Linked DNA regions of Sus scrofa: region 2 is linked to region 1. A link is a contact called in public promoter capture Hi-C data. All regions are on one chromosome and are shown on one strand. Each heading gives the region's core, a stretch centred on a gene start, on an enhancer-like site or on the middle of the called end of the contact. The rest is flanking DNA. Distances are from core to core; before and after follow the strand shown.

Region 1 (6,183 bases), core at 1,427-3,926:
GGGGTGGAGACACTGGGGGTGGTGGAGGGCAAAGTGGAGATGGAGGAGATGTTGAGGGGGGTGGGAGGGATGGAGGAGGTGGAGGGGCTGGAGGAGTCAGGGGTGGTGATGGCAGCTTTGCCTCTTCCTTTTCCTCCGATAGCACCATCTCTTGCTCAGCTACAGTTCCCTCTTCCTTCTCTTCCTTCTCTCCTTCTTCCTTCTCCTGCTCCTTGTCTTTCTCTTTTCCTTTGTCCTCCTCTCCCTCCTCCTCCAGCTTCTGCTCCTTTCTCCAGCAGGGGCCCTCTCCCTGTCCAGATCCAACTCTTCCTTGGGGGGCCTCCTGGCAGCTTTCCTCATGTTGATCTTGACCCTGACCTGATTCAAGTTCCAAGGACAATTGTCCCATCTTCACTTTTTTGGCCTTTGAAACAAACTTGATCACGAGGGGGAGCCCACCTCGGCCTCGGCCCCTGCCTCCACGGCCTCCTCGCCCAGACTGTCCTCCACGCTTGGGGGTCCCAGGACCTGGGCCGGGCCCCTCCTTGCACTTCCAGCTGCCAGTTTGGTGTTTTACTGGAACAACAGGAGGTGGGGGCTCAGGTTTGGGGATTGTCACAGCTGCTTCTGCCACCACTACTGCTTGTTGCTTCTTCCTGCAGGGGCCTGCTGGCCGTCCTGGGGGCCGTCCCCGAGACCGACGGGGGGTGGAGGACTCACATGCCCGGCTCCTGGGGGCTGGGGGGGCCTGGGCCCGCCGGAGAAGTTCAGTCAGTGCCTGCACCATCCGTTCTCTGCCCTCCTCACCCCGTTTCCGAGCAGGAGTCTTTGTGGGAGTAGGAGCCACATCTGCTAGGCGAGGAGGCGGAAGGGGGGTCGTCTTATGCTTGCGGCCCCGACCTCGGGGGGCTCGACCTAAAAGGAGAATAGGTGTGGGGAGATGGGTCAAGCTAGCCCTGAGGACTGAGGAAGACTCCAGGAGGGCAGGGACTAAGTCTGTTTCCCCCACAGCCAGTCTAGCTTGGGCTTTGAACACAGAACACACTTGGTAATTGGTGGAGACTCTAGTTGAGCAGGGAAGAGCTGACATGAAGAGCAAGAGTAACATTCCTGTAAAGCTACAGAGGTAGAGTTTCCCCATCACTCACCTCGCTGGGATCGGAGCGCAGAGCGCAGGGAACTGGGGGCCACATCTTCATCTGAATGAAAACCCTGAAACTCCTGATTTAGGGGACCAGGGGTGGAGGGGAGAAACAGCAGTCAGTGCCAAAGCCCTCGTTTCACCTGAAACTCAGGTATTGAGGAATATCCCCAGCTTCCCCCTTAACGTGTCCCTATTTACAAAAGAACTAACGAGGCTCAAAGGTGAGGGGAAGAGAAAACACGATCTCTTCTTAAGGATGGAGGTAGAGAATATTGTGAGCCTTCATCCCGGGTTCCAGACCACACCAGCAGAGCCATCAGTGGTTCACTGGCCCAAAGGGAATAGAACAGTGTCTTCTCAGGTCAGGTAGTAAGCACAACCCTCAGATTCCCTCATACCCCAACTTGGGGAAAAAAGTGGGACCTCTGTTCACCCTCTAAAGCTACAGTTTCTTTTTGAATGAAAATGGGAACTGGGGCACCCAAGTGAGGTGTCCATGTGTGTAACAAGTGGTTTCTCATATTATATGCTCCGAACGCCACAAACTGTCCTAAGTAACACAACCCATACCTTCCTGCCTTTTCTCAAAGGCTAGTGATAAACCCTGAATTAAACTCAAACCTGCTAGAGTGCTCACTCTCAGTCTTCACTCCATTTCTCTGCAACCTGTGCCCCCAAGAGAAAGCTCTTCACCATTCTACCTTCGCTCCACTTTAGGTCAGAAGAGGAATCGGGGCACTAGTGAAATCAGGGATGTGTCCGAGGTTTTGAGGCTGGGCGGGGCACCCGGCAGGTAGGAGCCCAGAGAGCCCCAGCCTGGGTCCAGTAAAGCCACGCTGCTGCTGTCAACCACCACTGGTTGGGCATGCAGTTCCTACAGCCTCCTCGCCCAAACCTCACCTGCCCTAGCTTTGCCAACTACCAAGAAGGAGCAGCCCAGGGCACTTCTGCAGGACCCGCCTCGGGCCCAAGTGTAAGCTGCAGCCCGAGCTTCTCTATGCACTTTCAGAGGCCCCTTCCATCGACAGCTCCGTGCAGCCGATCTCCTCCCATGCCTATTTCTAAGGCCCTTTCCCTCCTCAGAGTCCTGAGGATCCCGCTTCCCCACACCACCCCTCAGGACCACCCAGACCCCTGGAAGCCCCCGGCCTCCGCCCGCCAGGCGCTGGGGACGCCTCCGACTGCCTCACCTCATCGTCGGACTCCCCGTCACTGCTCTCCTCCTCCAGCAGGCAGCCCCGGCTCGGGCCCCAGCCGCGGCCTCGGCCCCGGCCCCGGCCCCGCTGAACGCGCGGGCCAGCCCACAGGCGGCGGAGCCGGCGCAGGCCCCGGCGGAGCCCCAGCAAACGGAGCAGGGCCGTGTCCTCCCCGGGCTCGGCTCCGCCCGGCCCTGCCGCGCCGCCGCCGCGCCGCAGAGCTACCCGCACTCTCTCGGCCCCGCTGCCCCGTCCGCCGCGGCCCCCGCCCCCGCCGGAGCCCCGCGGCCGGCCTGGGAAGCGGCCCCGCGCGGAGCCAGGCCCGGGGCAACTGCCGCCGCCCGCCGCCGCCGCCATCTTGGCACCGTGAGAGGGGCCGGGGAGGCGGGGGAGGGGCGGCCCGTGCGCAGGGCTCGTGTCGGGGCGGGGGGGAAAGCAGAGGAGGGGCGGGGCGGCCGCGGCTCACGACAACAACCAGCGCCGCCGCCCGGCCGGCAGGAGCCGGGGGCTGGGCCGGCCACGCGCGGGGCACCACGGGAGCGGGAGTCCGAGGCCGGCCGGCTGGCCGTCACTTTTAAACCGCACCTGAAGAGCACAGACCCCCGCGTCGCGGCGGGAGAGGGTGAGGCGCAGAGGTCTCAGGGAAATGTAGTCCGACCACCTCGCTCCTTCCGCGGAGAGCTAGGGCCGCGAGAGCTGGGACTACGGGGTCCTGGCCGGACCCAGAAAGCCAGCATCCTCTGCTGCCGGGAGGTGTGGTTCTCATCCCAGACTCCTCCCATTGTTCTTGCCTAGGCCAGAGACCCATATGAACTACCACTCCCAGGGTGCAGTGGGCTTCAGACCCTGGGAACCCCAGAGACGCTGGGAAGTGAAGTTCGCGACTGTAAGAGGCGTGGGCTGGATTAGGGGCGGGGGCAAAGGGTTAGTCTCAGTTCCGGGCTCGACCCCGCAGCAGAGATGCTGGGGAGGTCGTGCGGCCGTTTGGCCCTTGTGCTCAAGAAAAGGAGGCGGGTAGCCGAAAGCAGGGCAGAAACACGTTCCTTTCGAACTCCCGGGCCAGGAGGCCCAGACTCAGACTTCGCGTGCCACTGCTTGCTGTAGAAGGGACGAGTAACTTGTGTTCTCACAGCCTCCCCCCACAGGGCTTGCTGCTAAGTCGGTCAAGACACCGAGTCCTCGCGTCCCGCTGCTTCCGGAGGAGGACAGAGAGCCCCGGGAGACGGGGCGGTGGCTGCCGCGATGAGCCACCAGGGGTCGCTGCAGGACCAGGGGCAAGGTTGCTCACCGCGGGCAGACTAAAGTCTGGACTCGGCTTTATGGTCCTGGGGGGGGCACAAGAAACTCTTTATTTTGGTGATGAAACCGCCAGTCCCCGCACAGTTAACTTTCACTCATGCAAACTTCACTGCCGTCACTCAACACAGGTTCGCCAGCCCGGGCTTCTGCGATCCGCAGTCAACCGAGAGAGAGCTCTCGGCGCCCCTCTTGCGGCGCTTCTTGGAGCTAGCTGAGTTTGGTAGGCTCAGCCGTAGCCGCGGTGCGGGGTCAGACGCCCAGCTGGCCCACCCGTCCTGTCTTACATTCTTTAATTGTACATTTAACTGAAGCCAAAGAAGCTGCTGACAATCCGTCAGGTGGAGGAAGAGGGTCTGGAGGAGGAGGAGGAGGAGTAGAGGAAGGTGGAGCGAATGGTCCATCCTGGTGGGAGCTGGCTGGGCGAGTGGCCGCGCATGTGCGCCTGCATGGAGGCCAGGCTGGGGCAGCCGGCTTTGCACAGAGGGCAGCGGTAGGGTGCGGCCCCGTGCGTCCGCAGGTGCTTGGTCATGGCTGAGAAGTCCCGGGAGCGCTGGGGACAGAGGCTACAGGAGAAGGGCTTCTCTCCTAGGGCAGGTCAAGGGGAAGGCTGGTGAAGGAAAGAACGAGACGACGAAGCCTGGCCTAGTGGTCGGTGGGGGCAATTGGGCAAGGGAGTTGTGCCAGAGCCAGGTGTGCAGAGAGGGACTTAGGAGCCGGCCCGCTGGAGTTTGGAAGGAAGCAGACAATTCGTACTGGGCAGGGTGCCCATACCTGTGTGGACACGGTAGTGCGTCTCCATCTGATGTTTGAGTGAAAACCTCTTCCCACAGACAGAACAAGAATAGGGCCGAGACCGAGCGGGAGGGCGTGGGGGAGGGTGTCGGGGAGATGCGTGGCCTGCTGTGGCCACATGACCCACACAGGTTGCAAGTTCACCTGTGGGGACAAAAGGCAAAGGAGGGCAGGGCTGGGAATCCCAGAGCTGGATCACTGAAACTCTCAGGCCAGACATCCGGGGCCACAGTGGGGCTGAGGCAAAAGCGTCCTCACCCTACTCACCTGTGTGCCTCTGATCAGCCTCCTCCATCTCCCCGGGGCTGAGTGCTGTGGGGCCCTGGGGGAGGGAACCTGGAGGGAGCAGAGTGAAGTACGGATCCTGCTCAGCTGAACTCCTGGAGCCCCAGCCCCAGCTGAGAGACCACGTTACAGCATGCGTGCCAGGCAGTGAGGGGCTTACCTGGGGTAGGGCTGGAGGAGGCCAACTGGTTCTGGCTCCAGAGGCCTTTGTGGAGGTTCAGGGACAGTGGGATCCTGGGAGTTGGATGGGGAAGGGTTACAGCCCTGGCTGCACCTGGCATCCTGGCCAAGCCCTTTCTGGGGAGGGAAATGTCAGGAGTCCTCTGCTGGGGCTGAACTTTGGCTTTCCCTGTGGCAGGAGCTTCCTGACCACTCTCCAGCTCAGAAAGTGTATAGTGGAGATGAGAGATATGGTGCCCTTCCACCCCTCACCGCTGCCTGTCCGCAGCCGCTCCCTCCCAGCTGGAGGTCTTCCATAGGCCCTTCAACTCACCTCTGGTCCTGAGGCCAGACCTCTTGCCAGGCTCCAGTGATGGGGGTGCTATGGGAGAAGGGAGTGCCATATCTGGGCGGCAATAGCAGGATGCTCCACAGGGCAGGCAGGCCCTCCCCCAACCAGGGGGCCTCAGCCCACCAGGGCCTAGGGGTGATGCCGGTTTGGAGGGGACCTGATGGGGGAAGGGGGCCAGGGAGCTCCCGCAGATTTTCCTCAGAGCCCCCTGGACCATCCCTCACCCGCATGATCATTTCTTGCTTCCCATGGCCAGTGGGGGCTTGGTTAAGTTTCTCCTTTAGTCTCATCTGTTCCCTTTGACCCTCCCAAGTTGTCTCTGCCATCTCAGGGCTCTCTCTTGGTCGCCTGTGCCTGTGCAATGTCTCCTGTTCTTGCTCACCAGCTCTAAAGAACATCTCTGCTCTCTGGTTCTCTCCAAAGCCCTCCACTCCTCTCAGAGAATCCCCTATGGGTTGCTCTGGTTCCTTCTGTTGTTCCTTCAGCCTTGGACCCAGCTCGTCTTTGGCAGGGTCCCTTTGAGCCCTCCTGCACGCCTCTTCCAGGGACTGTACCCCCAACACTCTGGCTGCCTCCTCAAGGGGGCCCAGTTCCCCAGGTTGCAGCTCTAGACTCTCCCCATAAACAAAGTGCAGAAGTTGGGCAAAGGTAGAAGGGCTGATGCCTTTTCCCACAGCCCAGCAGCCCCTGCGGCCCAGCTGCTGGCTCACACCTGCCAGCACCAGGCTGTGGGCAGGGAACTCCTGGCTCCCCACTGTGATCAGGGTATCACATAGTGCTGGCCGGAGCCTGGCTGCTAGCCGTACCAGCCGATCAGAGCCATAGGGACTAGGCAGTCTTGTCGGGGACAGGGGCATTTTGCCTTGCCTGGGTACCAATCTCAGAGGTTCTGAGAGAAGGGCCACAGTGTGGGGTCCATGGTAGAAAGGGGAGGGAGGAACAGCATATTCTCAAGCCTGTGGAGGTGAGGGGAGAAA
Region 2 (6,183 bases), core at 1,654-4,153, 94 kb before region 1:
GGCTGCACCTGTGGCATATGGAAGTTCCTGGGCTAGGGGTTGACATGGAGCTGCAGCTGCCGGCCTATGCCACAGCCACAGTAACACCGGATCTGAGCCATATCTGTGACCTAGACCATAGCTTGCAGCAATGCCAGATCCTTATCCCACTGAGTGAGTCCAGGGATCAAACCCACATCCTCACTATGTCAGGTTCTGAAGCCACTGAGTCACAGTGGGAACTTCTGACCACCCTTTTTATTCAATAAAAATTTGTGGGGCATCCAGCCCATGCTATACTTTGGAGGATGCAGAGATAAATAATGGATCTGATTATCTTCAATGTTGCACAATTTTATTTTTATTTATCTAGTTCAGGATATACTTGCTTCTTAGAACTGTGGATTCACGTTTTTTATCAGTTCTGGAAAATTCTCAGCCATTATTTCTTCGAAGATTGCCATTCCTCCGTTCTATTTCTTCTTTTGAGATTTTTAATACATATTCAATGTATCTTAACCACTTTTCCATATAACAATCTCTTTGTCTCTTTGTACTGTGTAATTTCATTTGATAAATCTTTCAGTTCAATAGTTCTATCTTCAGCTACATCTAATATGCTAAGTTTTTATTTTTATTTTGGAAATTACCTTTATTACATTTTTAATCCTAAAAGTTGCATCTTTTGTTTTACTTTTCAAATCTACTTTTTCATTCCTGATACTCTCGTTTTGCATACTTATATTTGTGATTGCAGATTTTATTTCTTTAAACATTTCACAAAGGGCTAGTTTATAGTCTGATTTTGACAATTCCAATATCTGAAATTCTTGCAGGTCTGAATCTTTTGTTTTTTGTGGTGGTATACTGTATTTTCCAAAGATAGTCCTGGAGGGGATGGAGACCAAGGTCAGTCACTTGGGAGGTGGTCAGCCATGCCTGTGGGACTGACTCCTGATAAAAAGCCTGGATACCACAGGTCACGTGAGTGTCCCTGGCCCGGGCACTCCATGTTTGTTTTCATGCGTTGTTGCTGGGAGAATTGAGTGCTGTTCACTAGGCTCTGCAGGGAGAGAGCAAGAAGAAGCTTGTCCTGGTGTCTCCAGTACTGTGGGCTTCTTCCCTTTGCTATTTCTTATTATGGCTATACCCTTGGCATATGGAAGTTCCCTGCGCAGGGATTGAATCTGAACCACGGCAGCTGAAAAGATCCTCTAACCCACTGTGCCAGGCCAGGGATCAAACCTGCACTTCTGCAGTGACTTGAGCAGCTGCAATGGGATTCTTAACTCACTGTGCCACAGTGGGAACTCCCTCCCTTTGCTATATTAAATTTTAAAAATATTTTTATCTATTTATTTTTTGGCCACATTCATGGCATGCGGAAGTTCCCAGGCCAGGGATTGAACCTATGCCACAGCAGCCACCCAAGCCACAGCATTGACAATGCCAAGTCCTTAACTACTGGGCCACCAGGGAACTTCTCTCTTTGCTCTTTTTAATCTGTATCCTTTTACTCTAATAAATCATAACCATGAGGAAAAAGCTTTTCTGAGTTCTGTGTGTCCTTCTACCAAATCCATGAACCTGAGGTGGTTTGGGGGATCCCTTAACACAGGGGTGATTAATGGCATATACCAACAGGAGCAGAGGCACCAATGAGATTGGACATACACAGCACTTAATGACCACAGCCAGTAGGTATGGAGCATATACTGTGTACCAGGCTCTGAGTTCCATGGGCTCCCAGGATCCTCATGACAACTCCATGAAACCGATACTGTGATTAATTTCTTACTTTTACTTTATTATGAATTGTACATTCAAAAGTATAAATTGTAGATGTATGGCTTTAAAAATACTTATAAGTGAACAATGATGAATCATAATCAGAATTCAGAAAAAAGACACAGAAGCCCCCATAAGCTTCAACCCAGTTACAACTCCTCCAATTCCTTGAGCTAAACACCTCTCTAACTTTTGCGTGATAAGGATTTCCTTGCTTGTCTTTTCTTTATAGTTTGACCACCCACGTATGTTGCCATTTCATTGTCCATGCTTTGGAGTTTATTGAATAGATTAATACAGCATATTCCATTTAGTCGTTGTCTGGCTTCTTCTTTTTTTTTTTTTTTTTTTTTTTTTTTGGCCACCCCTTGGCATATGGAGTTCCCAGGCCAGGGATCAGATCTGAGCTGCAGTTTCAACCTATGGTGCAGCCGCAAAAACACTGGATCCTTAACCCACTATGCCAGATTGATGATCAAGCCTGCATCCCAGAGCTTCAGAGATGCAACCGACCCCATTCCCACCACAGTGGGAACCCTGTGGTTGGTTTCTTTCATGAAATATTACATATGTGAGATTTATTTGGGTGGTTGTGTGTATCAGTAATTTATCCTTTTCATTGCTGTATAGTACTCCATTGTATGAATATACCACAAAGTCTTCATCCATTCTCCACTCGATGGAAATTTGAGAGGTTCCCATTTAAGGTTATTACAAATAGTGCTGCTGTGAACATTTCTTCCTGTATAGGTTCCCTTATGCTCAAGTTCAAGTTCTCCGGGATATATACTCAGTATGGAACAGATGGGTTAAATGTTACATGCATTTTCAAATTTGTTCAATAACACTATATTTGTTCCCACTTTAAGATGAAACAATTGCAACAAAAGAGATTTCCCAAGATCACAAAGCCACACTGTCTTGTTCCCAGAGCTCACTCTTCCTTAACACTCGCTGGTACATGATGGGCACCTAATAATCGTGAGCTGTTATGCCGACGGTCATTGGGGGCTATTATTGGGGGTTGCCTTTCCCATACCCATTATTCTGAACTCTGTCCCTATAAGTTAATAATTAACTACCCCCCCCCCAAAGAGCCTGTGATCCTAAAGATTTGCCTTTCCCTGGGTACTGCCTGGTTAATCAGTCACTGCCCCTGGCCGGGCAAGGGGCACTTGGTAAACTTGCTACCTCCAGAGCCCCCTGACCTGGTGTGGAAGCGGTGAAGGACTCCTGATGCTCCGGACCTGTCGTGCGCTCTGCTCGCAAGCCAGCCCCTCCCCTGGGGGCTGGCAGCCCCCGAACTTTGATGGTGGGGCCTTTCACCTCAAGGGCACAGGAGAACTGACCCGGGCTTTGCTGGTGCTACGGCTGTGTGCCTGGCCCCCTCTGGTCACCCATGGCCTGGCGGTGAGCAGTGACTGCGGGGATGGGCCTAGGGGACACCCAGGGCCAGGCTCTAAGGCCTCGCTCCCTGTTACCCCAGCTCCAAGCCTGGTCTCAGCGACTCCTGGGCTCCCGGCTCTCGGGCGCACTTCTCCGAGCATCCATCTATGGGCAGTTTGTGGCTGGTGAGACCGCAGAGGAGGTGACGGGCTGTGTCCAACAGCTCAAGACCCTAGGCCTCCGGCCCCTCCTGGCAGTGCCCACTGAGGAGGAGCCAGACTCAGCTGTCAAGACTGGGTGAGTAGGGGGCCAGGGCCCAGGGGGGCGGGAGGCTGGGAAGGAAGGGGGTTAGTGGGCTCAAGCCCTGACGCCTGCTGGCTGGGCAGTGAGGCCTGGTATGAGGGGAACCTCAGGGCTATGCTGCGATGTGTGGACCTGTCACGAGGCCTTCTGGAGACCCCTGGCCGAACTGGAGACATCCTCATGCAACTGAAGATTACAGCGCTGGCCAGCACTCAGCTCTGTGTAAGGGAGGGGCAAGGGGGGAGGGGGGTGTTGTTGCCCACCAGGTCCCCCTCACCCCCCACTACCACCCCATTCCAGAAGGAGCTAACCTCATGGGTCAGAAGGCCAGGGGATTCCTTGGAGCTGAGCCCCAAGAGACTGGCTGAAGCCATGGACTCTGGGCGGGTAAGGACCTCAGGCTGGGAGAGATGGAACGACTAGTGGGGGATGTGGAGGCGGCAGGCACCTGCCAGGGGCGTGTGCAAAACATTAAGGAGTTCCTGTTGTGGCTCAGCAGGCTATGAACCTGACTAATAGCCATGAGGATGCGGGTTTGATCCCTGGCCTCGATCAGTGGGTTAAGGATTGGGTGGTGCTGAGAGTTGTGGTGTAGATTGCAGATGATGCTTGGATCTGGCATTGCTGTAGCTGTAGTGTAGGCCAGCAGCTACAGCTCCGATTCCACCCCTAGCTTGGGAACTTCCATATGCCATCAGTGTGGCCCCAAAAAACCTCCGAAAACAAAACAAAAAAAACCCACCAAGCCATTTAACTACTTCTACTTCCAAGGTTAAAAAGATCTGAATAAATGTGGCTACAGCCCTGGGGCATGGCTGGAATGAATAGAAAGAACATGGGTCACCTGGGGATTTTAGGGGAGGGGCCTGGGGGCTGCCGAGCTCCCAGAGGCGGGATGGAGATGGCAGCTCTTCAGCAACTAGAAGCAAGTACTCAATCTTTTATCAATCAACTCAGCTCTGCTGGTGCGTGCTGACTAGCTGGGAGCTATGATTAGACCAATAGGCTTTTGGTTCATTCATTCACTCATTCATTCTTTCATTTCTTCTTCATTTCCAAATCATACCCTCCCTGCTATTGGCAACCACTCCATCCTGTATAATGTGAATTTCTTTGTCATCGTGATTTTATTTTGCCAAGTATATGCTATTTGGGGGCATATTTTCTCAACATTTTATTATGAAAAATTTCAAACATATGGAAATGTTGAGGAGTTCTTGTTGTGGTGCAACGGGATTGGCAGCATCTCTGGAGCACTGGGGTGCAGGTTCGATCCCCCGCTGGCACAGTGGGTTAAGGATCCATCATTGCCACAGCTGTGGTGTAGATCACAACTGAGGCTCAGATCTGATCTCTGGCCCAGGAACTACATACGCCATGGGGCAGCCAAAAAAGAAAAAAGGAAAAAAAAGAAAAAGCTGAAAGAATTTTGCAATGGACACCCATATACCTGCCACTGTTAACATTTAACTAGACTTTTTTTAAGACCGTATCTATCCTCCATCCATTCTTTTATCCATCCAACAATCCATCGTATTTTTTTGATGCATTTTACTTCTCCCTCAGATGTTTCAGAATGCACATCCCCTAGTTAAAGCTCAGAAATAATTTCTTTTCAGGTGAAACTTACATAACAATAAAACGCACACATTGTAAATGTACCCTTTGATGAGTTTGGACCGATACACACCTGAGCTATTCAAATCTCCATCAAGCTATTAGACATTTCCATCACTGCAGAAAGTTCCTTTGTGCCCTTCTCCATCCATCTTGGGGATATAGTTTGAAATGTACACAAGTAACACTCTGTTTACTTACTTTTTCCACTGAGCCCTCTGAACTTAATAGCCTTCAAGCCTCTCTGTGTGCATCTCACCCAGTATTTCCACTGCTCCTTCTGGCCCTGTGGTTTGTCTCTCCTGGGATGGACACCTGGGTGGCCTGTGGGTCTCCGCTACCACAAATAATGCTTCCTGGCACCTGCTGATGTTTCTTATTTCAATTTGTAATTGTAAAAATATGTTACAGGTCTTAGGGCTTCAAGGACCAGCCTTAGGGTGTAACGAGATTTACCTCTTCATGAGCTTTAGTTTACTATGTGAGGACGGTGATAGTAATTTCTTCCCAGGATGATTTTAAGGCCTAAAACCCCTGCCAGGCTGGCATCTTCACAATGACAGAGGAACCCTCCTCCTTTGGTGGCATTTGCTTCCCTTGGCTTCCCCAAGACCATCAGACCTGGTCTCCCTTATCCATCTCCACTGGTTCGTTCTCCATCTTCGTAAGGTTTTAGTCTGCCTGGCTCAAATAATACGGAGGTTTCCCCGGGCTAGGTCCTGGCTGTCTCTCCTTTCACATCTTACTCCGCTCCAAGGGGCCTTCTCACCACCCCTCAGAGCCTCAGCTTCCCTGCTCTGCACTAATGATGCCCACCTTTCTGTCTCCAGCCCCAGCCTTTCCCTTGAGCTCCCTGGACACCTGGACACCTTCCGCCGACGTTCCCCAGACTCCATACCCCACTGACCTTGGGGTCTCTCCAAACCTGCCCCTTCCTCCCGTCCCCAACTTAGTCCCCCCTCCCAGCTCCCACCCATCTGTGGTCTCCACAGCGCAGTTCGTGGCTGTCCCGTTCACGGCCATATCCCGGCCCCTGGCCCCTAGACCAGCTATGATAAACGTATGTCAAATGAATGAATAAATGAATGGAGCAAATGAGGTTGAAATAAT

What was found. Promoter capture Hi-C pulls out the DNA fragments that hold promoters and counts their contacts.
Region 2: a contact with region 1 is called in a promoter capture Hi-C map of liver, with 7 times the contacts expected there. The contact joins the promoter of PRODH2 here to the promoter of KMT2B in region 1. A contact is called at or near these places in 3 of 5 promoter capture datasets (fetal liver and liver), 10 of 47 Hi-C or Micro-C datasets (embryonic fibroblasts, epiblast stem cells, fetal skeletal muscle and 5 more) and 2 of 2 datasets of contacts at active chromatin or transcription factors (alveolar macrophages and skeletal muscle).

Annotation. Positions count from the first base shown.
Region 1 is chr6:45,143,356-45,149,538 of Sscrofa11.1, reverse strand. It overlaps KMT2B (histone-lysine N-methyltransferase 2B), which reads right to left and starts at 2,676. Exons shown (of 38, transcript XM_003127067.5): 1 at 2,314-2,676; 2 at 1,128-1,200; 3 at 1-894. The coding sequence starts at 2,676. It overlaps ZBTB32 (zinc finger and BTB domain-containing protein 32), which reads right to left. Exons shown (of 5, transcript XM_021097176.1): 2 at 5,189-6,162; 3 at 4,678-4,746; 4 at 4,390-4,554; 5 at 3,636-4,203. The coding sequence starts at 5,423. The coding sequence ends at 3,953.
Region 2 is chr6:45,237,157-45,243,339 of Sscrofa11.1, reverse strand. PRODH2 (probable proline dehydrogenase 2) reads left to right here and starts at 2,903. Exons shown (of 21, transcript XM_021097118.1): 1 at 2,903-3,177; 2 at 3,254-3,450; 3 at 3,540-3,678; 4 at 3,757-3,843. The coding sequence starts at 3,004.